2 separate regions of the Triticum aestivum genome follow, and region 1 is linked to region 2. Evidence: chromatin contacts called from public Hi-C data. All regions are on one chromosome and are shown on one strand. Each heading gives the region's core, a stretch centred on a gene start, on an enhancer-like site or on the middle of the called end of the contact. The rest is flanking DNA. Distances are from core to core; before and after follow the strand shown.

Region 1 (4,903 bases), core at 1,097-3,596, 220 kb before region 2:
AAAGTGTCAACACCTTAGTTTTTTATATGTTAGGCCTTAATAAATTGGCCAGGGAGACATAGGAGCATTTAGACAAAGACTTCGGTGAAGACATTCAGAGAGGCAATTCATAGCATTCAATACTTAAGAAGGGCATTTTAATGGAAACATTACCCGAAGAACACAAAATGAGAAGTATTGAACACCAGACTTTTAGGCTAATACGACATCTGCTTTTAACTAGGAGGATGGTGTAACTTCTTAACTGATAACAACACTAAATTAACATGCATGCAGAAATTTCAAATGCACGCTCAAGCATTACAACTTATCCTAAGTATATTTAGAGTTGGTAACTTTAAATCAATCTAATTTGTTATGAGAATAATCATATCGACGTGATAGTCACAATAACCAGAAAGTAGACACTGAAAAGCATAAAAACATGATAGTGAATAGACCAGTAATAGCTAGGAATGTGTTAAGATCATACAATTGCTGCTGATATTGCCATATTTATGCGCACATCCTGTACTGCTGATTTGGAGGGTCTGCAAGATGCATAAGTTTATCAATAGTATTAACTTCACATGCATGCTGCTGTTTAATTCAAATTACAAGTGCTTGGTGCACATATCCTTGTCACAAAAAAGTTGTGCTGCCCATACAGAATAAGAGTATTGGTCCTTGGTATCAAATTAAACGCATGAACATGGAGAAGGCTGAATTAAACAGGGCAATGCACGCTTGTGGGATAGGCCTGCTTATCATGCTGACTTGCTGAGTTAAAATTGTCCAGTAACATTCTCATGACGATGTTCATGGGTAATAAAGAGAATGAATTTGCCATTTTCATAACGTGTATCACAAAAATTAAGTGAACCCACAAAAATAATGTCGACGGAAAAAGGAAACAGAAATTCCTTATATTGAACTTTTTAAATGTACCTAGGTCCCCAAGGAACTATTGGTTGATTGTCAGCGTACTTGATATCCTTTGATACCTGACATTCAGAAAGTAAATGAGACAAGTAATGAAGAAAATCATATTAAGTGGAGAACATATCCTTTGATACCTGACATTCAGAAAGTAAATGAGACAAGTAATGAAGAAAATCATATTAAGTGGAGAACATTAGTAGGAAAGGACTTAGATGGTTTCAACCTACAAGTCTATCCATCTGTACATTTCCTAGGATATTTACAATGCAGTTATAACCGCACCGTACCTTTGACTGACAATGCCTTCTATAGGATATGTCTAGTTACTCCATTCTATCCTTCTACAAATAGGATATATCTAAAACATCTACATATGGAACAAATGCAATGTGAATCTTGTAATTTGTGAATGTCCCAATTATGAAAAATCAGTATCCATGCATGCCATAACAGCCAACCTGAACCGATCCATATGTGACCCCCTTCTTCCTATACTGCAGCTGCTGCATCATCACAGTGTCATACGCTTTCTCCAGCTGAAATCCCAATAGCTCCACCATTATTAGTGCACCACAACAAAACTAATAAGGCGTGCAAGCCAAAATCAAACAATCAGTCAATCTTCAATACAGCGCGTAACCTTGGCCAAGAAGTCCTCATCTCCTGTCTCCTCTGCTTCCTTGCGCTTCCTCTTGTATGCTAGCTTCATGTTGTCGAAGCTATCGAGTGGGGTAATGCCCAGAATCTAACACCGAAACAGCAGAAAATCAAAACACAGGTTCAGCAAGTGCACAATATTAGACAGAAATCTGGTCATGTAGCCCATTTCAGCGTCTACCTCATAAGAGCTCTCATCGTCGCTGAAGTCAGCGGCCCCTGCCGCCGCCGCATTCACGGCCACCCCGCATCTCCTCGGGGACGCCGACGCCAAGAGCCTTCAGTTCCCGGCAAAAATTAAAAGGATTTATCGCGTCCAGCCGTAAATCCTCAATAAAATACAGAGAAAAAGGGCGAGGTGGTACGGGATTACCGCAGCGACCGAGGGATGGCGGGCTGGCCGGCGCGACGGGGGAGCGGGAAGAAGGCGCGGCGCGATAGGGGAGAGACGAGCGCCGGGGCGAACACGGCCGGTGCGGCAGCGGTCGCCGTCGCGGCCGCCATTGGGAGTGGCCGGTTTTGGTGCGTAGGGTTTCAGAGCCTGTGCGCGACGCGACGGCGAGGGGACGGCGAAGCAGCCGGCGAGTCCTATCTGTGTGGGTCGTTGCGGAAGGTGGGGTTGGGGCGCCGCAGTTGGGCCTTTGTGGGCTCTTCCCTAGCCCCGAACGAGCCGGGATGGATTACTGGGCTTTGACGGTCCACGTTTCTCACTATGGCGGTAACCACCGTGGGCTCCCGGCTTCCGAGTCGGACCATTGCGGGTTAGCCGCCACGCATAATAACTGGCACCGCAAAGAAAAGAAAAAAAATCCTCCAAATTCGTTTGGGTGCGTTCCTCTCTTTCCTCGTCGTCTCTCGTTATCTCGGCGCCGTTCGTCGCCGCCGCCGCGTAGCGCCGGCGAGACTAGAAGAGGCAGGCGCCATGGCGACCGCTTCAGGTGAGTCGATCTTCCCGAAACCCTAACCCTATTTCGGTTCTCGCCGGTGCGGATTTCGCATCGTGAACCGCGCGGACTCTCTCCGATTTTAGATCCGGGGACATATTCTGCGGCATAATCGGTTTCGATTCGAAGGGAATTAGGGTTTCGCTGGGAGCCGCGAGGGCTTTTCGTTGCCTAATTTCTGATCGGGGTGTCGGATTACCGTCGACAGTTATCTTAGCTGTGTGATTTTTGCGTTTATGGCAGTATCGTTCAAGTCTCGTGAGGACCACCGGAAGCAGCTCGAGCTTGAGGAGGCGCGTAAGGCGGGGCTCGCCCCTGCCGAAGTCGACGAGGATGGAAACGAGATTAACCCTCACATCCCGCAGTATATGTCCTCGGCCCCATGGTATCTCAACGCCGAGAAGCCGGTAAGTTGTTTTGTGCCCTATTAAAATTCTAGTTTTTGCGGTGTGGGATGATTTGGTTAGTGGATCCCTGATTTGTTGGTTGGATGGGTTTCAGAGTTTGAAGCATCAGCGGAAATGGAAGTCGGATCCGAATTACACAAAAGCGTGGTACGATAGGGGTGCCAGGCTTTTCCAGGCCAACAAATACAGAAAAGGCGCTTGCGAAAAGTAAGTGCGGTGTTCATCTCATGCTGCTAGTTTTCGTCCAGCACTGATGCTCATCGTTATGTGGATTTTCTTGTTAGTCCTTACCGCGACTTCATAATGAAGTCCTAAAGTACTTAGCATGAATGTTCTTTGGACTCTGTAGTGAAGCATTTCTTACAGATAATGTCTCTTGATATTTCAGCTGTGGAGCCATGACTCACAATAAGAAGGCATGCATGGATCGACCTCGGAATGTTGGAGCTAAATATACCAATATGAATATAGCACCAGATGAGAAAGTCGAGTCGTTTGAGCTTGATTATGATGGCAAGCGTGACCGTTGGAATGGTTATGACACATCAACCTACACTCGTGTTATCCAAGATTATGAAGCTAGAGAAGAGGCCAGGAAAAAGTTCCTGAAAGAACAACAGCTCAAGAAGCTCGAGGAGAAGGATGGTGAGCAGGATGGTGAGAATGTGGGCAGTGAAGAGGATGAAGAAGATGGCCTGAAGATAGATGAGGCTAAAGTTGATGAGAGCGCTCAAATGGATTTTGCTAAGGTAGAGAAGCGTGTGCGCACAACAGGCGGTGGAAGCACTGGAACTGTTAGGTATGTCCTTGTTGGAAACAAATGTTGTCCCTTCAAAATTCTAGATTATATTAGGTCATGTGAACCTGAGATGTATGAAGAATCGGTTCTGATGCATATGTTTATTATTGATCTTCACAGGAATTTGCGTATCAGAGAAGACACTGCAAAGTATCTTCTGAATCTTGATGTGAACTCTGCATATTATGATCCAAAAACCCGCTCGATGCGTGAGGATCCTTTGCCAGATGCAGACCCCAATGATAAATTCTATGTGGTAAGTGATAGAGAACATACAAGTTAAATTTCTTACACTGTTCATAGTTCCGTCAAATCTCCGCTTGGCTATGCTATCAGCTTCAGTATTCTGATATATTGTTATGATGCAGGGTGATAACCAAAATAGACTTAGTGGACAAGCTCTTGAGTTCAAGCAACTCAATGTCCATGCATGGGAGGCTTTTGACAAGGGGCAGGATTTCCATATGCAAGCAGCTCCATCTCAAGCTGAACTACTGTACAAGAGTTTCAAGATCAAGAAGGAGAAGTTGAAATCTGAAAGCAAGGACAAAATTATGGAGAAGTATGGGAATGCTGCATCTGACGAACCAATCCCTCGTGAGCTTCTTCTTGGGCAAAGTGAAAAAGAGATTGAGTATGACCGGACTGGTCGCATAATCAAAGGACAGGTTGGTACATAAATACTGAGTGCTGTGCATTAATAATTATATACCTTTATAATCATTTGCTGTTCTTCTGTTACTGTGATGTGAGGTTGTGTTTTGATTATAATGTTTTGAAGATTCACATCAATTATATGGTGCGAGTGTGACTATTTTCTTGACCTCACACCATATACAGCACCCTATGGTTTCACTATAGATAATTTTATATGCACTGTACAATCCTAGACCTGAGAAGGCCAGCTAACTGCAGCCGGTTGCATGAAAGATGATGTTATTCTTGAGGTTTGAAATATGCAGTCGTAAGCGATGGGTGTCATCGGATACCAAAAATTAACCATGTGTCTCCTAAACTTCTCAAAATAAAATGTTGTTTATGTAGTTTTCCAGGGCTCTCATGTCAGTTGTGACTACCATATAGTATTGGCTATTGCTTTGTCATTTAAAATAAATTTAGAACTGCATTTTCTTTTACTTGATGCCAGCTATTTTGTTACCACGGTTAAGATTGGA
Region 2 (5,069 bases), core at 1,923-4,422:
AATCGGACGCCTAGGAGTTGACCAGGCGAAAGTTTAGGCCCGCTACGGCGTACTTGGTATTGCTTTCAATCCTGATTGATGGTGTTGCTCTCAATCCTGATAGGAAGGACACCATATCCTCAAAATTCACTTCTGGGACGAATATTCGGTAGGTACGGCATACATGGCACAGTTCGATGGCCTAGTTCTCATCCCAACTTCTCCCACAATCTAGAGGAATTGGGCTCCTCCAAAATGCAAGTTTTCACTTGGCTTAGAGCATCTCCAGCTGTTCGGCCCTTCAGGGCGCCTAAAAAGAGCCCCCTGGGGCGAGCCGGCGCTAGATTGACGCTTGGGGGCGAGCGGGTTCCCAGCCGCTCGCCTCAGGGTCGCCCAGATGTGTATTTTTTAATTTGAAAACATCTAAATTCGGCAAAGTTCGACCAATTTCGGCATAAATTCGGCTAACTTGACATTCAATTTCAACATGTTCGGCGTTTACATAAATTATTTAAAAAAAAAAGACAACTGCGGGGTGAAGAAGTCACTGAGCGCTGCGAAGTCGCCGCCGTCCTCGTCGTCAGCGGCCTTCTCCTTCTTGATGGCACGGCCGCCCCTGCTGCTCCCCTGCCCGGCGTCTCCAAGGCGGACCGGTGGCAGCAGCGCGTCGTCGTCGTCGCTGTCGTCGAGGACGACGATGCCTCCCTTGTCCCGGCCGCGGCGCCGGGCTTTGAAGCGCTCGAAGGCGGCGATCTGGCGCTGCAGCTCCGTCTGCACCCAGTCGTCGCGCGCCCACTTCAGGGACGCCTCGTCGTCGATCTCCTCCTCCTTGACGCCGCCGGCGAGCCCCGGCTCCATCTTCGGTTTGACGAAGCGCGGAGGTGCCGAGGAGGAGGCGCACTGGCCGCCCTCGTTAATGACGATGTCGGCGCTGCGGGCGCGCCGACCGAGCCGCGTCTCCGCGGCGGGCTCGGGATTGACGCCGAAGAGCGCCGGCGAGCCGGTAGAGTGGGAGAAGGAGGAAGAGCCGAACCTCCTCGGCACCCACGGCCCGGCGCTCCGGCTGGGGGGGGGGGACGGGCGCCGCGGCAGGGTATGCCAGCGGTTGCCGCCCTCGAGGTACTCCAGCACCCCGTGTAGTGTGTGGCCGGGGACGCCCCACCAGAGGCGGCAGCCGTCGCTGTTCTTGATACTCCCCACCACCGGCGCCCCGTTTGTGGACGCCAGCCGTTGTGCCTGCCGCCGCTGGAAATACTCCGTCCACGCCGCGTTGTTGTCGGTGGCGTACTAGGGGAGGGCGCGCTACTCCTCAGTCAGGGCCGACCGCACGCGGTCGACCTCGGCGGCGAAGATGTCGGGGCGCGCGTCGATGTCGGGCACCGGGGGGATGGCGACGCCGCCGTTGCTGAGCCTCCACCCCGTTGGTCCGCGCGCATGTCCGGCGGCACCGGGATGTTGGCCTCGAACAGAAGCCACGCCTCCGACGACTGGAGCGAGCGGCGTCCGAAGCCGTTGGCCGCCGCGGCGTCGCCGGGGAAGCGTTCGGCCATCGCTGGAGAGGGAAGGGGGGAAGGGGAGGACGAGGAAGATAGAGCTCGGCGGCGCGGACAGGAGAGAGCAGAGCTCGGCGGCAGCTGGTTTGGGCTCGGGGTGGTATGGCCAGCGATGAGGGGGAGCGGCGGGTCTTTATAGCCCACGCTGTGTGTACGCGTGGCGGGAGGGGAGGCATCGCCGCGCCACCGTGACGCGTCGGCCTGTGAGGAATCAATGGAAGGCTGACCGGCGGCAGCCTTGCCATTGATTCCCCGTGGGAAACCGAGGCGCTCCGGGGGAAGACAAGGCGTCGTCTCGCTGACGCGGCTGGCCCGCGGCTCTTTCGCGCCAAAATCGTATGCACCGGCGCCCCAGGGCGCCCCCAGCGTGCCGGGTTTGGTCTGGGTCCGCTGGCGTCAGTTTCGGCCCAAGCCGGCGAAAAACGGGCTACTGGGGGCGCGACTGGGCCGATTTTTTACGGCGGCACGGCAAAAACGTTTAGGGAGGATCTGTTGGGCGCGCGGCTGGAGGTGCTCTTATCATTCAAAACCATGTATGGACGGCGAATCGGTTACAACATTAAGGATGGCCAAACTGCGTGCTTTGTCCCCTATGCAAACAAATCCAAGTGTTCGCCGCCCATCTTCTCTTCCAGTGTAGATTCACTGCTTACGTTTGGAACGAGGTGGTCGCCTAGCTCGCCATTCATGACCACTCGCCACTGACTTGGCGCCATGAAGACACGGTTCAAGCTTGGTGGCTTAAGACGATCAACACTGGGGGGCATATCAAGAAAGTCATTGTCTCTAGTTTGATGTTTGTCATGTGAGAAATGTGAAATGAGCGGAGCGCAAGAATCTTTCGCAACACGACTTCACCGACGACCATTATTGTTGTTAAAATCAAAGAGAAGGCTCATTTTAGAGCGTTGGCGGGAGTCAAACACCTAAGTGCACTTATGCCGCGAGAGTCGTCTTTTATTTTTGCCGCTTTGCAGCTTTTGTCTAAACCTTCTTTTAATTAATGAAAATAGTAAGTCGGTGGCGTTTTGGCATATATGAGAGCGCGCTCCTAGTTTTCTAAATGTGTTCTAAACATATTTTGAAATGTCAAAAAAATTCAAACAAAAACTTGACGTGTACATCCCAATATTGTACATGCTTACAAAGTCGTTTCACGAAAACCGACAACTTATGTGTCGCGTGTGAAAAAGAAAAAATCCGGTGTTAAAAAATGCTTTTCACAAGACATCATTTTGTCTTTTTTACACAAGCCACAAAAAATGTCGGTTTTCTCCAAAACTTAAAGTACACACATATAATGTTGAGATGTATGCGTCAAATTTCTTTTTGTAATTTTTTCACACTTTGAAATATTTTTTTCGCATACAGGAGCGCGCTTTCGGAAGCACCAACGGATTTTCAGTTGTTTGCTTTGTTTTGAAAATAAAGTTTAGGCCCGCTGAACGGCGCCGCGCAGCCCTTTCTGTAAGGGTTGCCTTTTTTTTAGGGAACTGGTAGGGTTGCCGATCAGCAATGATCTGTTTGTCAGCGCTTCATTTGCGGCCTGCGCGCACGTGCTGCATGCATGCCAGCCCGACGTGCGTGCACTCGCTCCTCTCTCTCATCTTCCGGATGACGCGCGCCAACACATATGGGCCGGCACTGTCGCTCTAGTTGCCCCCACCACCTGAATTCGGCTCCCCGGCCCGCCGTTGTTGGTTCGATACATCTCCGCTGCCCTCGTTTCCGTCGCATCCTCAACAGATGAGCGCCAGCGACTGCCCCGGCCCGATGACCTCTCAGCACTTTTCCCGTCACGCGCCACCTATAGTGAGCGCGTACGGTTCCCTCGACCAGAGACGACGCCGTTGTTCACGAGCCACGACCATGAGCAGCACACATAATAGCCGTCATCCACTTAGTATTAGTATAACCAATCAGCTTTTCGATTGATGGGGTCTTCCGCCCTTCCTCTCTCTAATTAGCTATATATAGAGAGACACACCTAATCCACAAATATACTACTACGAGTTCATCCAAATTAATAGGGACGCCCACACTCCAACAAAACTGACACCAAGTCTAAGAGCTAGCAGTATGGCAGCTGCTCGTCCGGCGCCGTTCGTCGACGACAATGCTGCTCAGCAGCTGGAGCGGCGGCTCCACTTCCACGCCGCCGTATACGTGCTGCTCGGCGCCTCCTATCTCCTCCGCGCCGCCGTCCCTCGCCTGGCCGACAGCCACCTCGCCGCTGGCATGGCGCTCTGGGCGGCCGCCCTGGCGCTCGCGCTGCTGTCCTTCCACCTCCGCCGGTTCCCGATGGCGGCCATGGCTGCCGCGCGCATTGCGCAGGTCGCGCTCAGGGCCTTCTTCTGATCGAAGCTTTGATTCCAACTGTCGGACGGAGAACAAGAAGCTGGTGCACCTGTGTTGACTGTACTAGTATATACTCAACATTATGAATATTCAATTCCGACAAAAGTGCAATGCCCAACTAAAATGCTCGGGACGGGCGGGCAGGTTGAAGCCCCCAAAGCACGATAAAAATTCGAGCAAACATAGTACAAGGCACATTATGCATATTCAGTTTCTCAATACTGCGGCTCAACTCTTTTTTTCTCGAATACACATAAGTATATGTATCATTCATTAAAGGAACAAGGGGATAGGCATCCAAGAAACTCCACAAGTTTACATAGTTACTTACGCGGACTGATCCGTTCACGCCCACGCTCCCGATCTAATTTAGTTACTCATGCACTACCCACAATGCTAATCCCGCTAAGAACCCATCAAGGTCCCCTTTTAGTAGTCCCGCTTGCCTCCAAGCCCCTCTTTCATTGTCGATCCTCCACGTGAGATTGCCCAGAGACGACGTTGCTCAATTGAAAATGATGTCGTTTCGGTGCGTTCAGATCTCCCATATGCCCAGAAGACCCATAGCACGGTTGTTCCTTGGTTGGTCGCCCCTCCGCTCTTGCTTTGCGCACCAATATCCGAGCATCTCGCCATCCAGTGGTTCAAACTCCGGCCTCCCACTTGCCAAGCTAAACCGATGCCACAACTCCTTAGAGAAAACACAACCTAGAAGTAGATGATTAAGGCTCTCATCGTGTTGATCGCAGAAAGGACAAGCCGTTTGGTGCGGCAAGCCGCGCCGAGCCAGTATGTCAGAAGTCCAACACCGGTTCTTGAACGCAAGCCATGCGAAAAATGGCACCGCGGCGGTGCTTTCGATTTCCACGTAAACGCGGTCGTCAGCCAAACCTCAAGGCCGACGAACTTGGCAATGCATGCCGACTGAACTGAGAAGCATCCTTCCTTCTCCCAAGCCCACCCAATTCTTTCCTGGACGTCGGTGGTAAGCTGTACCTCCGCCACTCTCGGCCAAAGGTGCAGGAACCGTTGTATCGCGGTTACAGTGAGGTCCGGGCCAATGTCCTCTACCCATGCACCATTTGTCAAGACAAGACGTCCGCAACCGATCTTGTGTCCCTGCCGCGCTTCGGTATTTTCTTGTATATCAACGATGCCAACTTACAGATTCGGTAGCGG

Evidence for each region. Hi-C and Micro-C count contacts between places; a contact is called where the count stands out from the background.
Region 1: a Hi-C map of leaf shows a contact between it and region 2, with 2.5 times the contacts expected there. The contact joins the promoter of LOC123147479 here to the enhancer-like site in region 2. A contact is called at or near these places in 3 of 5 Hi-C or Micro-C datasets (all in leaf).

Annotation. Positions count from the first base shown.
Region 1 is chr7A:447,777,972-447,782,874 of IWGSC CS RefSeq v2.1, reverse strand. It overlaps LOC123147479 (pre-mRNA-splicing factor SLU7), which reads left to right and starts at 2,346. Exons shown (of 9, transcript XM_044566737.1): 1 at 2,346-2,516; 2 at 2,766-2,929; 3 at 3,024-3,136; 4 at 3,318-3,728; 5 at 3,849-3,984; 6 at 4,097-4,396. The coding sequence starts at 2,501. It overlaps LOC123147480, which reads right to left and starts at 2,239. Exons shown (of 10, transcript XM_044566738.1): 1 at 1,952-2,239; 2 at 1,760-1,856; 3 at 1,562-1,666; 4 at 1,380-1,457; 5 at 928-983; 6 at 473-530. The coding sequence starts at 2,082.
Region 2 is chr7A:447,557,009-447,562,077 of IWGSC CS RefSeq v2.1, reverse strand. No RefSeq gene overlaps it. Among protein-coding and RNA genes, the nearest start is that of LOC123150969, 170 kb to the left of the region's middle. Within about 2 kb of position 3,172, at least 2 of the 8 cell types and tissues checked have an H3K27ac peak or open chromatin away from gene starts, as enhancers often do. A contact at or near this core is called in leaf, where this site is marked.